Regions from separate parts of the Cricetulus griseus genome. Here region 2 is linked to region 1. Evidence: chromatin contacts called from public Hi-C data. All regions are on one chromosome and are shown on one strand. The core of a region is the stretch at or near the end of the contact, and the rest is flanking DNA. Distances in the headings are between cores, read along the strand shown. Region 1 holds the start of Scarf2 (scavenger receptor class F member 2). Region 2 holds the start of Ccdc74b (coiled-coil domain-containing protein 74B).

Evidence for each region. Hi-C and Micro-C count contacts between places; a contact is called where the count stands out from the background.
Region 2: a contact with region 1 is called in a Hi-C map of fibroblasts, with 2.2 times the contacts expected there. The contact joins the promoter of Ccdc74b here to the promoter of Scarf2 in region 1. A contact is called at or near these places in 2 of 8 Hi-C or Micro-C datasets (the CHL-YN cell line and fibroblasts).

Annotation. Positions count from the first base shown.
Region 1 is chr4:71,537,481-71,541,445 of CriGri-PICRH-1.0, forward strand. It overlaps Scarf2 (scavenger receptor class F member 2), which reads right to left and starts at 2,130. Exons shown (of 14, transcript XM_035444739.1): 1 at 2,092-2,130; 2 at 1,978-2,090. The coding sequence starts at 2,130.
Region 2 is chr4:71,686,811-71,690,775 of CriGri-PICRH-1.0, forward strand. Ccdc74b (coiled-coil domain-containing protein 74B) reads right to left here and starts at 1,839. Exons shown (of 8, transcript XM_027413176.2): 1 at 1,398-1,839; 2 at 609-653. The coding sequence starts at 1,749. Smpd4 (sphingomyelin phosphodiesterase 4) reads right to left here. Exons shown (of 20, transcript XM_027413165.2): 20 at 3,720-3,965.

The sequences.
Region 1 (3,965 bases), core at 880-3,379:
GATTCTACCGAAGTTGGGCTCCAGCCTCCAGCTAGCCCATCTGCCCTGGTGCCTCACAGCTCATCCTTATCTGGCTGGGTGTCCCCTCTATAAAAAGCAGTCTCATTCTCAAATCACTAGACACACCTCATGTGGGCTTGGCTCCCATACCCCCTTTCCCCCAGCATGTGCAGGGCTTCCAAGGAACCTTCTAGAAGGGGGAGGGGTGTTGGGTGAGCTGTGCCCCAAATGCCCTCAGAGCTGCCCCCCTTCTCTCCTGTAGGCCTGTGCTCATCATGGCAGGTCTCCCCTGATCATGCTAACAGAAACAGCACCCACCCCCCAACTCGATAACCACTTGCTGGCCAGGGCAGGGGTCTCTGCAGCGGAGTCCTTGCACTAAAAGGCCCAGCACGAAGCACAGCGTGATGTACTGGTTGAGCTCACACCTCTCCCCTCCTGGGCTTCATTCATTGTAATCACAATGATGGCCCAGACCTCGGGTGGGCACAGTCCAGAGACCATTCTTCCCACAAACGCTCCACACACTGTCACGGCAACCTACTCCCACCTCCAGCACCCAGGAACTGAGGCCCATCTAACCCCATTTTACAGAGATGGAGACAGACGCAGAAAATACAAGTATTTGTTCAGATCCAGACAGCCTGGCAGTCTGCTGCCAGGGCATGAAGGCAAATGGATCGCGGCTGTGGGTTAAGAAGACAGCCCACCTCCTGCCGATGTCGGCCGGCGGGAATATTGGAGGCCAAGGGTTCCCCCACTCCAGCTTGACCCACCACCCCAGCCCCATCCCTCGGCCAGCCTGTCAGAGGAGGAGAAGGCCTGGTGCGGGCTGATCGCCCTCCCCAGGCACCGCCCCGCCTGCCTTGCCGCTGCATTCCTGGGGCCGGGGAGGCCCGGGACGAGGCGGCGGCGGCTGCGATGCGAAGCAGATGGCTAGCCAGGCGGGCCCCCGCCTCCGAGGCGGGGCTCACCGCCGGGAGTGGTCTGCGGCGGCGTCTCGACCCGATTTCGGAAACCGCGCGGTCAGCTAGCAGTCCCTTGTCTACTTTGGACCTCCGAAACCCTGGCTGACGTTTCGCACCTCGGGCGGGGGTGGGGGGTGTCTTAGACCCAGGGCGGCCCCCGGGGCCCCAGCCTGGAGTGCCAAAACAGTCTCCCCAGCGCCCGCAGAGGCGCCCCACCGCGGGTTCCTCGCCTCTGTGCAAAGATGACTTGAGTGCGTCGTGGATCGGGCCGGCGGACAGGTCCCCCGGCTTCTGCGCCTACTCCGCGTCGCTCTTCACCCTCCGCGTTGGCTCCGGGCTCCATTGCCTTCTGCCTGGGCCTGTCCCACACCGGCTTCCCCAGCAAGATCCGCTCAGACACCCACCTCCGCGCACCCAGTGTCTCTCCCCCCACCCCAGGAGCCGACAGGGGTTCCCACGTCCTCCCATCGCGTCCATCATTGTCCTCACCACTCCTGTTTCTGATCCAACGTGAGCGCTGGCTTTTCCGTGCTCACTTCTACCACCATCCTCCTCCCACCCCGTCCTTCCAAGTCTCAAGACTTCCCCAGTGCCCAGCTCGCCCCCGAGGGTTGCCCCTTCGCAATTCTCACCCCCACTCCAGGCTCAAGTCACTGACTCCTGGAGCCTGTGCATATTCTCTTCCCTCCCTCGGAATGCCCTTCCTTGGCTTTGAGAGTAACTCTTTCCTGGTCTTTCCTGACAGTTCTGGGCAGCACACAGTACAACGTCTGGGGGCCCATAGCACTCCGTTATCCCCTCAGGTGATTTCTGGTTCGGTGGGCTCTGCGATGCACCCCGGGGGCCCAGGCTCGGCCTGGAACCGAGCCCAGGTCGCGAGGGAGGCCCGAAGAGACCCCTCTTACATCAGGACAAGTTTAGCGAGGTTCTGGATACCCCGGACCGAAACGGGGCGCCGCTACCCCCAGCCCTCTTCGCGCCCCACGCCTCGGACAGGCCCAGCTCCTACCCGGGCGCGCGGCACACGTTGCGGCCTCGAGGGTTCAACTCCTGGGGCGCCGCGAGAGCGGGCAGCAGCCAGAGCAGCAACAGCGGCGGCGGCGGCCCTCGGGCTCCCTGGCACCCGCGCCGGCCCGGCCCCCCGGGACCCTGCGCCCTCCATGAGGCGCGGGGCAGGCGCGGGTGCGGGCGCGCGGCCGCAGCAAGGGCGGCCGGAAGCGGAGTGCGAGGCCGGGCGGGGGGCGGCAGGAGGGGCGCCGGGCCGGGCAGGAAATTCCACATCGGCTCCCTGATCCTGGGCCAGCGCGGCCGGCCAGGCGGCAGCGCCCGCCCCACGCACCAGACCCCACCCTCCGGCCGCGCCTCCGCCCCTTTGCTCGGCCCCCGCCCCCACCTGGCCACGCACGAACTCCGGGACGAACTTGGTGAGGGCCCGCGCAGCGCTGCGGGAGGAAGGAGCTGCGGGAACCCGCGAAGGAGTCTTGGTCTGCGCCTTTCCTCCCCCCTCGTTAGACAGCCCTGAAGCCGCCAAGCCCAGGAGTGAGGGGGCCCAGCAAAGGCCCTGGGACACACACTGGCCTCGGGTTCTGGCCAAGAAACCCCAGTTGTCCTGTGTTGTGTGAGCAACATCTCCTGCAGCATGCAACAGACGACTTAGCACGATGTAGGCAAAGATCCGTGGAAATGCACTGGAGACCTAGGGAAATACCAGAGAGGTGGGAGCAAAAGGAACCAGCCTAGGTCTCTGATACGATGTGGAGGCAAAGACAGGGAAGAAGACATTGGAGGTGGAAACTGAAACCCGGAAGCCCAGTTAAGGGGTAAAGAGGAACTGGGGTGCCCAGGACATGGATTCAACTCAAGAAGGCTACTAGCTCCCAAGAGGGAAAACTCCAGAAAGTGGAGTCAGGACTGACGAATGGAAGACACTGTAGGGTAAAGGGGCCAGCCAAAGAAACATCCTGGCCCTGAACCCAAGGCCTATGAAAGAAACACACTGCCCCCGACCTACTCAATACAAAACCCAACCAATCCCTGAGCACGAAATCTAGCCAATCTCTGAGCTCGTCCAAGCTTAGGCATCGGAATCTGACCAATTCTCACCCTGGGAAAACTCTGCCTCTAAGAAGCCCTGTGCCTGTCCCATTTGCTCTTGTCTTCTTCCACCCTGGCAGAGGCAGCCACCCTCCTGGATTCTTCCCTCCCAATACATCTCTTGAAAGAGGTTTGGGTGCGACTTTCTTTTGCTGGAATACAGCGAAGTAATGACTTCGCTGGGGAAACCCCTACCTGAGCAGAGTTGTTACACTGGGGAACCCTTTACTTGGAGGACCGTGAGCCCCTCGCTTATGGTGACTTTGTGTTATTCCTTGGCTTCCAGCTACCTGGATCTCTTTCCAGAGACCCTTCTTACCTCAGGACAAGCAGGCATAGAGAGGCTACTAAGTAGTTTGATCTGTCTCTACCAAACCTGCTTTTCAGGCTCTATCAGGTAAGGGGAACAAGAAGTCTTCTGAGAGTTTTGTTAGTTTCCTTCACCAGGAACCTCCAGTGACCTTAGTATGATATCAGCATGCCTGTAAAAGGAGCTGCAGAATCAAGTGCCCATCCTAGCGCCAACTTGGCCATGACTAAAGCTACCCTCCTCCCAAGTCTCTACATAAGCTTGGCGATGAGACCCCTAGACAGGAGGGAGGCTTAGGGCAGGCACCTTCTGTTGACACTTTATTACTCTCAGTAAAGTTCTAGCTTCATCACTGCCTTGAATCACCGGCTTCAACCAGGGATAGCCAAACACAATACCACAGTCCAGGTCAGAGAGGAGTGGATTGGAGCTGTACAGGTCCAGAAAAGGCAAAGCAAGAGAGCTCAGGAGGTAGGCTGTATCCCATTGACAGCCAGGTCCCATCAAGGAGTTTGTCTGCTTGAAGGGAAAATTAGACAATATACTCTTGGGTAGCAAGCAGAAGGTGCCTTGAGTATCAGGGGCAGGTGGTG
Region 2 (3,965 bases), core at 589-3,088, 150 kb after region 1:
TGCTGTGCTGGAGAAGAGCCCTCCCACCACTGCTCTCTGCATGTCTTCATGAAGAGCAAGCCTGGGCATGCCAGGATTGGAATATTTCCAAGCAAACATCTTTAACAATCAGATCACCAGATGACCTGAAAGCTTACTAGAGAAGAGAACCTTGGAACTCAATTGATGTGCCCTTGGGCTGTGCTGTTGGAGGACCGACAAGATGAAGCCACTATGGGCAAGTGGAAGGTTCTCAGATCCCTAAGGTTGCTGTGGAGATGGCAGGAAGGAGTCCCCAAAGTGACAATCACCTCACTGTGGTGATGGCACCACAGCTGCCATCAACTTCCCAGAGTAATGAGGTCCAGGGGATGGAGGCTGCCACAGCCACTCCTATTTCAGGAGTTCTGCTCAGCAGAGAGAGGGTCTGCAGCCTCCCTACTGTTCCTACTATACAGACCTCATCATGCTTTTGGTGCTGAGAGCAAGCAAGCCAGCTGTGGCTGGGGAAAGTGGCATGTGTCCAAATGCCCAGAACTGGTCCCCCCCTGAGTTAGCATGCAGGGCTTGGTGTTGCCACATGAGCACGAGTGCTAAGTGGTAGCTCCCAGCAAGCAGCTGAGTCCTACCTTTTTTCTGAGGCTTCTCATTCATGATTAGCTTGTAGTGGAGTTCTGAAAGCAAGTAAATACTCATTATCACACCTAAAATCTACAGCCACTCGAAACAGAAATGTGGCCTCTTTCCATGGGTCCCACCAGCTTTTTCCACCAAGCCTTGACCTCAGGCACCTCAGGTCAGAAATGCCTCTGGCTGATCCCTGTCATCCCCAACAAGGAGCCTATCCACTGGGCCAGTCAGGGACAGGAGCCCCTAGCAATGGGTTAGTGGGGTGTGACATTCAGACACAGGGAGAACCTCAGGAAAGCATCAAAAGAGGGTCCTACTGTAGTAAGGTGCCCAGAGAGGATCTTCGGCATTCCAGGAAGAGAGCACAGGCCCTGGGTGGGAAGAAGCTGAGGAGCGCTAGCTAAGGTGTGAGGCAGACTGAGGAGCCCGTTCATGTCACACAGAGGCCTGAAGTTCTGAGAGGTGGAAGGGATGTAGGGCAGTATCCAAGCAATCCCTGCCTATGATCTTTATGCTATTAGTTGGTGACCATTTACTTGCACTTGCTTTGCTGTTTAACTTCCGCAACGGTTTTAGAAAAACGAGGTGGGCCATACCCTGCTCTGGGCAGAGTGCACAAGAGGGTCAGCGTCTGTCTGGGCTGGTGGGCACAAAAGGACCACACGAGGACCAAGCCTGTCGGCGGGCTCTACTAAAGAGAAGCCGCCCACGTTCTTCTCCAAGACTGTTCAGAGTTGATGGCCGTGGCCTTAGCGCTGTAAATGCCGGGCCAGCACCCAGGGGCTCACCCTTGTTCTCCCGCTTCAGGTGCTCTATCTCCTCGTGGAGTTTGACCAGCGTCTCCGAGTGCTGCTGCTGTAGAAACTGCAGACTCTTCTCCAGGTCCAGGATCCGCTTCTGTGCCTCGTTGATCCCGAGCGGAGCCGGCGGCGGCCCCGCGTGCTGCAGGCCGACTGGAGGGCGCGGGCGTGGGCGGGCCGCAGTCCGGGAGCCTGGGGTTGCAGAGCTGAGGGGCCGCGCCCCGGCCGCCACCCCCGCCCCGCTCATGAAGGCGCTGCGGCCGCGCTCAGTACCCGCTGCGGGAGCCTGGCGCCAGGTCGCCATGGGAACGGGCGCGCCGGAGAGGGCGGGGCGCGCCATGGGGCGGGGCCTGCGGCTGCGTTCCGCCCGAAGGAACGCTCTCGACTCTTGAACCAGTCAGAACCGCCCACCTTTACAGCTTGTTTGCGGGTGCCTGTGGCCACCAGCGCTCTACATCGGGTCTCACTCCCCACCTTTAGCTTTTGAGCTGCGCTCTCTCTTCGTTGCTAGCTGGGCAGGCCCGCGAACCCCAGGATCCTCCCATCTCCCTGCCGCCCTGTGCTAAGATCCCGGGTGTACTACCGAATTTAGGTCCTCATACTTGGGCAGCAATCACTATACCTACTTTTGAACAGGGTCTCGCTCTGTAATGCAAGCTAGTCTGGAACGGTGATTATAGGTGTGTGCCACAGCACTGCTTTTTTTAAAGTCGGTCTTAGTCTCTCACTTTGTTTTAAAGTTTGCTTCTTAAACACATAGCAATAGCTTAAAAAGAGGGAATCCTTGTTGATATTAAGCAGAAAGAAAAAAAAAAAAGCTGTCTGAACACATACAGGAGAGACATCTAAAGAACAGGAGGACCTTTTATCCCAAAGCTTAGGAGGCAGGCAGGTGGATCTTTGTGAGTTTGAGGTCAGCCTGCCCTACAAAGCGAAATCCAGTCTTCAAAACAAATAAAAAAGACCATTTCAAACTGATCATGGAAACTAATATCTATAATCCTAGCCTTAGGATACATATCGAGTTTCATCATAGGCTACAGTGAGATCCTATTTAGAAAAGCAAAACAGGGAGATGGTTATAGTCCATCATGCAAAAGCCAAGACAGGAACTCAAGGCAGGACCCTGAAGCAGAAACCAATGAAGTAACACTGCTAGCTGGTCCCTCCCAGGCCCACCTGTCTAGAGATGGTACCACCCACAGCAGGCTAGGCCTACGTTAACAGTCAAGAAAAGGTTCCACCGGTTCAAGTTTGCTTTCCCTGGGTGTACCAAGTTGACAACTAAAGCTGTGACAGCAGGCAAGGACTTGCTGGGAAGCCTGACAGAGTTAAATTCCTCAAACCCACAAGATAGGAATGCTCACTCCACTCCTTCAACTTCTACTCTGACCTCTACACATACACCATGGAACATATATGCATTCAATCCATTCTTTTTCAGCATAAGTAAGTGTAAAAAAAATTAACTCTGGGGCAGGTGGAGGGGTAGTCATGGTAAATATGACCAATATATCGTATATATTATGAAACTGTCAGAGTAAAAAAAAAAATTAAAAGGATTCACTCCATAAATATTGATAGACTAGGCAGTGGTGATGCATTCCTTTAACCCCAGCGCTTAGGAGGCAGAAGCAGGATCTCTGAATTCTGAGACCAGCCTGGTCTACAGAGTTCCAGGACAGCCAAGGCTACATAAAGAAACTGTCTCAACAACCCCCCTCCCCCCCAAAAAAACAAGACCCTGATAGTCAGGGTTATTGATAAGGGTAATCATTCAGAAGCTTTGACCAGGGGAATTGAGAACACTGGACCCTCAAATGGCAACATCTCCTCCCCGATGAGGGGTTGCACTGGGAAGATGCTGCCCTGGAGCTGCTAGGACTCTTCTGGGGGCTGAAGGGATGGCTCAGCAGTTGGTCAAGGGCACTGCATAAGACTGGGGTTTGGCCCCAGCACCTCCAACACCTCTCTGGTCCCCTCCAGTAATGCATGCATGTGATGCACACACTAGCAGCACTTTTTCAAATAAACATTCTTGAAAAAAAAAAAAAAAAAAAAAAAAAGCTTTTGGAAGCCAGAGGCGATGCTTGTTCCAGATGGGCAGGAGCCAGCTCTGAGACGTGGGGAGGGGAAAGGTCACAGCTCTCTTGTGACACCCAGTGTTAAAGTGAATCTCATCGGCAACTCCCAGGCAGAAAGGATTACATGAAGTAAAGAGGTGCCACCATGTCCAGTAGCTTGCTCCATAGTTCCTGAGTGCCCGGGGACCCCATGCAGGCAAATGTGTTAAAGACTGAGCCCAGACAGTGAGTCTCCAAAGAATGTTTTATTCGGATCCTTGGTCAGTTATGTTTTGGGCAGACTTCTGGTCATGGGTCCCATGATGTATTCTGAAATTACATTGAAATACAAAGTCCAGTACTAAAACTTTAAAAAAAAAATTTTGTTTTGTTTTTTCTTAAAAACCAGCCGTATACACCAGAACAAAGGATTGCCCTTTAAAAACACTGTGGAGATGCTGCTGTTGCTAGTGTCACCTGTGGGATGAAGAGG